Linked DNA regions of Mus musculus: region 1 is linked to region 2. The links are chromatin contacts, called in public promoter capture Hi-C maps. All regions are on one chromosome and are shown on one strand. Each heading gives the region's core, a stretch centred on a gene start, on an enhancer-like site or on the middle of the called end of the contact. The rest is flanking DNA. Distances are from core to core; before and after follow the strand shown. Region 1 overlaps Dync1h1 (dynein cytoplasmic 1 heavy chain 1). Region 2 overlaps Ppp2r5c (protein phosphatase 2, regulatory subunit B', gamma).

Region 1 (3,332 bases), core at 774-3,273, 120 kb before region 2:
AAGTGCAAATAAAAACGGCACCACAAGGAGGTGCCCGTTTTTGGCAGGGCATGTCCACCTCTGGGTGCTGCTGGGGCCGTTCCAGGATTGGTTATGGGTACTCATCAGTGCCCCAGGTGGCACTGCCAGGGAGGACAACAGGGCTGGTGGCCACTGTCCAGAACGATCCCTCTGATTGTAGGAGGGGTTGGGGATAGGCTGGTATTCTGGGAGCAGAAGTCTAGTTATTGGGCTGGGGTGATCTTCGTGGTCTCAGCGATCCCCACAGACTCAGGCAATATCCTCTGAGGTGTTTGGACGGAGCAAGAAGCCGTGGGTGCCGTGTCACCTGCACCACCCCTAGGTTCCTTAAGAGAACACAGGCTTTTCCTCCTGCAGAGGAACCTGCTGTGTCTTCTCCCAGAGAAGGGAGTTAGGACAGTGCCTCTCTGTGCTAAGGAGTCCTTAACAGCTACGACAACAGCCTCTGCCCACCCTGTACCACACAGTCAGAGGGATTTAGAGATCCTGAGTTGCTAGGACCAGGCTAATTGTCACCCTTCCTGTGGGACGAGGCCACTCTCTCACCACAGGTCATGTGGAAAGGAAGTGTGGGAGGATGGACTGGTGGCAGGGCTTAGGTCTGAGAGAGAGAAGGTCCCCAGGGATAGGGGTGTCAGTCACGAACAGAGTTGCTGCCAGGCCTCAGGGAGGAGGTGCAGCTTTCCTGGTCTCACCCTGTTGCTTCTGCATCTGTGACCACGGTGACAAAGGTGAGGTGGGCTGGGACGCAAGGATTCCCACAGCAGACTGAGCAGAGCGGCAAGAGGCGGGAGCCCGTCATGCTTAGTGTTTTATTTACTAAACCCAGCCATTCGGTCAGCCCTCGGACAGCGCACTCTTCTCTTCTCCCATCCCACCGTCTCCAACCGCAGCACCTGTCACCCGCCAACGCGAACCAACCACTTGCTTTCCAGTCCATCAACCCTTCCACACCGTTAAGGATGAATGAAGGTTAAATATTGGGAGTTTCCTATTCCAGAAAGAGGACTGGAGAAAAGTCTAGCTTTACTCAGTGCACAGAACGGCAACTCCACGCTCATAGAAGCTGCGAGGATCTTCCTTTGTAGCAATTTCAAAGTCCACGGTGAAGATGAGGTCTGCCCGGGTGAAGTTCAGGTAGACAGGTAAGGTCACCTGTGAGACAGACAGAGGGACTTTACTGTTCATCAGCTCTAGGGACAAGCTCCCATGGGGGTCCAGGGCTGGGGTGCAGTTGTTTGCACACAAGTAGAGTCCCAGCACGGCAGAGCCAAAGAGCGAGGCCACGACACTTACCACGCTGGCCTTCTTCTCGGCGCTTGTTTGTTTCACCCAGCGCAGCTGTGTGAGGGGGAGGACTGTGGAGATGGCATTGGAGAGTGATAGCTTGTTGTTGCTGCACGTGGCCCCTTGGAGCTTCAGACCTGTGAGGAGATGTGGAGAAGGGGCTGAAGCCATACAGAGCCACACAGCTCGGCTTCCAGGACACCCACAGGCTCAGCTGGGCGGCTCTGCCCAGACACTTTGGGTACATTCATTTGGAAACAGGTTTCACAGAAAGGCCAGGCTGAGAGATCAGACGCCAGCTCACCTGTGACTCCAAAGCTGCAGGCATCAAGGGTGGCACTCTGTGAGGCGGTGACATTGACTTCCAGGCAGAGTTCCTCCAGGGACCAGCTGTTAGCTTGTGCCACATACTGTCTGGTGGCAGTGATGTAGGCCTCAGGTACAAACAGGCCACCCAGGCACACGTGGATGTTCTGTGCAAACAGTGCGGTGGAAAGGAGAGCAGGTCAGGTACAGGCCCTGGTTGTCCTTAGTGCCATCGAGAAAGAACACTTTCTACCCAAGTCCAGGACAATCAGTGCCACTCCTGACCCTACCCCCCTACCCCGGGCCATGCATGCCCACCTTCAGTTCCTTGGCACCACCAGATGCAGCTGCTTGTGAGATGTTCTGCAGCTGTTTGATCCTCTCGCTGAAATCTGACACCCACTGGATCACAGTCATGCCTGCAGGCACTGTGTAATGGGACCAGCTCCGAGGCAAGATCCCTGCAGCAAGGAAGAGAGCCGCAGGCCTCAGCACTAGTTCTGCCAAGTCCCCCTCTGCAGACGTGGCTCAGGCTGGCAGCATCTGCACACCACAGCCCGCTCTCCTGGCTGCGCCTGGTGTTCTGTCCACAACCAGGAAGGCCCTGGGCAAAGCTGTCTCAGTAGTGTGGGGTGCCTGCTTAGAGGTGTTGCAGCGTGCAGTGTGTCTGGACCAGGCCCCGCCCACCCCTCTGTCCTCTTCACTGCATTAACCCTGAAAGTCACAGGAGCTGCCTGTGGAAAACCTAGGGAAAACCAGGGGCGTTGCTAAGACCCCCACTATTGAGGAAGCCTGAAAGAGACACGTGTGGCCTGGGGACTGCAGTGTGCCCGCACATGGGGTGTGGACAGTGGCAGACCAGCTCCCAGCCGCACACCCCATCAGCACCTTTCACCAGCTCATTGATGAGCGTGCGCAGGTAGTTTGTCTGCTTCTTTTTCCCCTCGCACACTTGAACGACGTCAGCAAGATCTTGGCGCACATCTTGGAGTAACTTGGCCCCCATCTTTACTTCTCTCTCAAAGAACCTAAACAAAGGATCCTAAAGCCAGAGAGAAGAGGGCTAAGGACGGGCTCTGTGCAGAGACAAGGCACACCTGGGAGCAGCACCAGAGCTTTTGACCAGACCTTTTTGGGAGCTGGCCAGAGTGCAGTGTGGCCCTGGCCTGATGAATTTCTCTGCCCCTCTCAGATCACAGCTTTCAAAGAGTTTAATTAAAGCGGTGGCCATTCTTTTTTTTTTGTATTTTGGGTTTTCGAGACAGGGTTTCTCTATATAGCCCTGGCTATCCTGGAACTCACTCTGTAGACCAAGCTAGCCTCGAACTCAGAGATCTGCCTGCCTGGGGAGCAGCACGCTGAGCCCAGCCCAGCTACCTTGATGTTCTCCACGGTGCGCTTCAGGGGGCTCAGTGTCTGTGGGATGAGGTGCAGCCAGTTGGACGCCGTGGTGTGCAGTGTCCTCATCCAGGCTGGACGGCCATCGGAGGTGGAGTCCGTCCTTGCCTTCTTCTCCGTCTCTGCGTAGGCCAGGTCATCCTCGTCCTCCAGCATCTGCATCTTCAGCATCTTGCTGATCATGTCCACGCCTAGGCCAGGCCCGGGTGGGGAGGACTTCAGTGGACAGGCCAAGAGCTGTTTGACCATCAGCTCACCACGGCAGCCTGTAGGCTGTCCTCGTGCCACACGTCTACCCCAGGGCAATTAAGACAAAGCCA
Region 2 (3,524 bases), core at 368-2,867:
AGACCTGCATGCTCACCTGGGATATTAGAACTTAAAGAGTCATGAGGCGTGGTCAGAGATGAGACAGGGATGGGGGAGAGGCAGGTAGAGATAAGACAGCTGGGGTCACAGCCACCAATGTATTTGTCCTTTCTGAGCTGGGGGTTGTGGGGACAGGCAGGTCTGTGGTCATTCTTAGATCCTGAAGTCCCAAGTCTGGGCATAGATAGGAAAGCTGTCTTGTCTGCCAGCTGCCAGGCTCTCCTCTCTGTGTTTGGCTGGCCCTCAAACTGTTCATCTACTTCCCAGATCCTCGAAGGCAAAGGCTGCCGACTTCCTTGCCGCCTCCTCCTCCTTCCTGTCTTGCCTGGAACTGAGCAGGAATAACAAGGTAGCAAGCAGGTGCCTGGGACAGAAGCATCTACATTGTGAGCAACTGGACAACTCTGTAGGAACCCAGCAAGGGTAGGGAATGCAGTAAGACATGGGTGTGTGTGTGTGTGTGTGTGTGTGTGTAGCATGAGCGGTGGCGTGGTGGGGACATGAGCACATGACTCAGTTTCCCTCCGCATCTTTGATGTGACAGCAGCAAGGGTGGATGAGAACCACACGGGGGACTTACCTATAAAATATATTATTGATCTGTTTCCTGATGTAAGCACGCAGGCCTAAGAACTTCCCATAGATTCTGTGCAGGGTGGTTTTTAGAAAATCTCTCTCCCGAGGATCCTCGCTGTCAAACAGCTCTAGAAGCTTTAAGAAAAATAAAACGGCACTTAGTGACAGTGGCCATGCTGTCCTTAAGGCTGCCGAAGAACGCCTGGCTGGGAACTTACCTGCAATACAAACTTCTGATCAATATATTTCTTTGCTATATTGGGTTGGAAATCTGGAGACTCTAAAAATCTTAAGAAAAATTCATAAACAAGCTAGGAAGAAGAAGAAAACAACAGTGAGTCAAGTTACATGGCACTTCATCAGGCTCACGCACAACTCTCTAACTCATTCTTTATCACCTCTCTAATTCATTCTTTATCTGCTCAAAACACTGGACTTAAGAAAAACCACACATGCATTCAAAATTAACGCTGAATTCTGTGGCTTAGCATAATTATAACTGCAGTTGGAATTCTTTTATTTAGTGAGAACCACAGACTATTTCTTAAATGGCACACAGTGCTTTTCATGGCTTAGCTGCTACCCCTGGGACCATGACCAGACTTGAGGGTAGAGCCTGCAGTCTGCCGTCTACATGAATCATGGAGTTCTAAGTGGACAAGAACTTTAGGATTGCCTGAGAGAGGAACACCAAAGCACAGCCACTGAGCCACAACCACTGTGGTTCCCTTTGTAAATAAACAGCCCAGTGGGCTGGATAGCAGGACAGTCTATCCCGGGCTGTGTGGAAGCCAGGGGCTTTGCAGGTGGGGCATCTGGCTCCTTCCCAGGCTTCTTTCTCACTTTGCTTCCTCCCTCTGTTTCCTCCCTCACCAAGGACATGCAGAAATGCAGACATGCAGAAATGCTTTGCTCCTGCTAGCCTCATAACAGTGGCCGTGCATCGTCCAGGTATCAGCAAGGAGCCTAGGACCCAGGCACCGAAAGCCAGGAGCACGCCTGGGAAACGCTCTAAACCTGTGCTGGGCAGTTTTATATTAACTTGACACCCACTGCAGTCATCTAAGAGGAGCGAGCCTTGATTGAGAACGCTGTGAGCAAGCCTGTAGTGCATTTTCTTAATTGCTGATTGATGAGGAAGGGCCAGCCCATCGCGGTGGAGCCACCTCAGGGCTGGAGGGCTTGGTTCGATGAGAAAGCAGGCTGACTAAATCATGGAAGCAAGCCAGTAAGCAGCACCCTCTATGGCCTCTGCATCACCTCCTGACACCAGGTTCCTGCTCTGTTTTGAGTTCTGGTCCTGACTTCCTTTGATAATGAACAGTGATGTGGAAGTGTAAGCCAAATAAGCCCTCTCCTCCCCAACCTGCTTTGGGTCATGGTGTTTCATCACAGCAATAGAGACTCTAACTAGGACAGAGCCTGAACTCAGTGCCATCAGTAAAATTGCCATCATCACTAAGGGCACACAAATCAGTCTACTTCTCTGGCTTGTGTAATGGGTCCATAAAATCAGCCTATCAATAACTCACAAACTTATTTAATCAATCTTTTCCTACTTCTCCCTTCTTTCCCCCTCTCTCCTCCACTAAAACTTTTCAGACCAGAGACTCCTTGAGAAGATCAGAAGCCCCTGGCTATCAGCTAGTGGCCCTGGGCCCTCTCACCCAGCACACACCATCACACTCCATCCTATCCGAGCTGGTGCCAAGTCCAGTACCTGCAGATGAGGCCAGGCTGCTTCTAACGTTGGTTCATCCTCTTCTGGGTCGAATTCTGCTCCCGTGGGATTGGAGGAAGGTGGCAAGGTTCGGAACATGTTAACTGCAAACTAAAACCCACATATTCCACGATCACAACCAGGACCCTCGAGTATTACCAAGAACAATCCAAGAAACACTGAATAATCCTAGTGACAGATGCTTCCCACTCTTAAGTTGGTGGTTGTTGCTGTTTTTCTACTTTTCTTAAAATTCAAAAGATGTGTTGGTCGCCCAAAGGAGACAGGATCAAACTTGAGGCTTGAAACAGACCTTTCCTGGCAGGGGACCATCCAACTGACTGCTACCGGCACTCTGACCCTCAACTGTCAAACCGTCAAGACAGCTGACCCCAGAGGCTGCTTAGAGGTTCGCGCTGACATATGAGACGTTACATCTAGTGAGTGGGGAAGGGAAAAATGAGAAGAGGACAAGATGATAAAGGCCACAGAAGACTAAAGAAGCAAGACTGAGAAAACAGCTCAGCGCTGGCCTCCTAACAACCACGGAAGCACGAGGCAGACGAGGGACTGCTCAGGCAGCCGGAGATGGCTTCGGAAACAGGACGGCTTGAGAACACAGGGAGACTTCACAGCGCACAGTCTGGCTGTGTATCCAGGGGTCGGTTGAGCAGAGCACTTGGTCTGACTGGACCCGCACAAAACACTTTGACTGGCCAGTGATGGAAACATCAAAGCTTCTAAGGCATTAATTTAGGGTTGTTGTTTTTTTTTTGTTTTATTTTATTTTTGTTTTTATTGTTTACATGTGACCTATTATCTTATGACAACTATAAACCCACCAAATGCCTGTTCCAGTTTATAGGTAATCAAAAAGTCCTTGTCCGCTGGGCCTGGTGGCGCACGCCTTTAATCCCAGCACTCGGGAGGCAGAGGCAGGCTGAGTTGGAGGCCAGCCTGATCTACAAAGTGAGTTCCAGGACAGCCAGGGCTACACAGAGAAACCCTGTCTCAAAAAACCAAAAAAAAAAAAAAAAAAAGTCCTTGTCCCACATTGTTAAAAGCGCAAACCCAAATATCAGACATAAATGGGAAGGGCAGCTCTAGGACAACCTCTTGGGACGCTGCTGAGCCTAGCAGTTGAGCCTAGAAGGCAAATGAGCACCTGGTACTTCCCTGGGTTTCCTCCTCCTCCTCTTCTTCCTCC

What was found. Capture Hi-C pulls out chosen DNA fragments and counts their contacts.
Region 1: a promoter capture Hi-C map of pancreatic islet shows a contact between it and region 2. The contact joins two enhancer-like sites. A contact is called at or near these places in 1 of 15 datasets of contacts at CTCF or cohesin (large pre-B cells), 4 of 484 Hi-C or Micro-C datasets (LSK cells, embryonic stem cells, hematopoietic stem and progenitor cells and 1 more) and 4 of 9 other capture datasets (adipose tissue, embryonic stem cells, liver and 1 more).

What each region holds. Positions count from the first base shown.
Region 1 is chr12:110,664,407-110,667,738 of GRCm38.p6, reverse strand. Dync1h1 (dynein cytoplasmic 1 heavy chain 1) reads right to left here. Exons shown (of 77, transcript NM_030238.2): 72 at 2,992-3,203; 73 at 2,503-2,656; 74 at 1,933-2,075; 75 at 1,613-1,781; 76 at 1,318-1,445; 77 at 795-1,176. The coding sequence ends at 1,048. It overlaps 1700001K19Rik (RIKEN cDNA 1700001K19 gene), which reads left to right. Exons shown (of 6, transcript NM_025488.2): 6 at 1-50. Among named protein-coding and RNA genes, the nearest start is that of 1700001K19Rik, 17 kb to the left of the region's middle. Within about 2 kb of position 2,023, at least 11 of the 459 cell types and tissues checked have an H3K27ac peak or open chromatin away from gene starts, as enhancers often do. A contact at or near this core is called in pancreatic islet, where this site is marked.
Region 2 is chr12:110,542,979-110,546,502 of GRCm38.p6, reverse strand. Ppp2r5c (protein phosphatase 2, regulatory subunit B', gamma) reads right to left here. Exons shown (of 16, transcript NM_001373949.1): 5 at 2,318-2,428; 6 at 816-908; 7 at 602-732. Among named protein-coding and RNA genes, the nearest start is that of B930059L03Rik, 47 kb to the left of the region's middle. Within about 2 kb of position 1,617, at least 5 of the 459 cell types and tissues checked have an H3K27ac peak or open chromatin away from gene starts, as enhancers often do. A contact at or near this core is called in pancreatic islet, where this site is marked.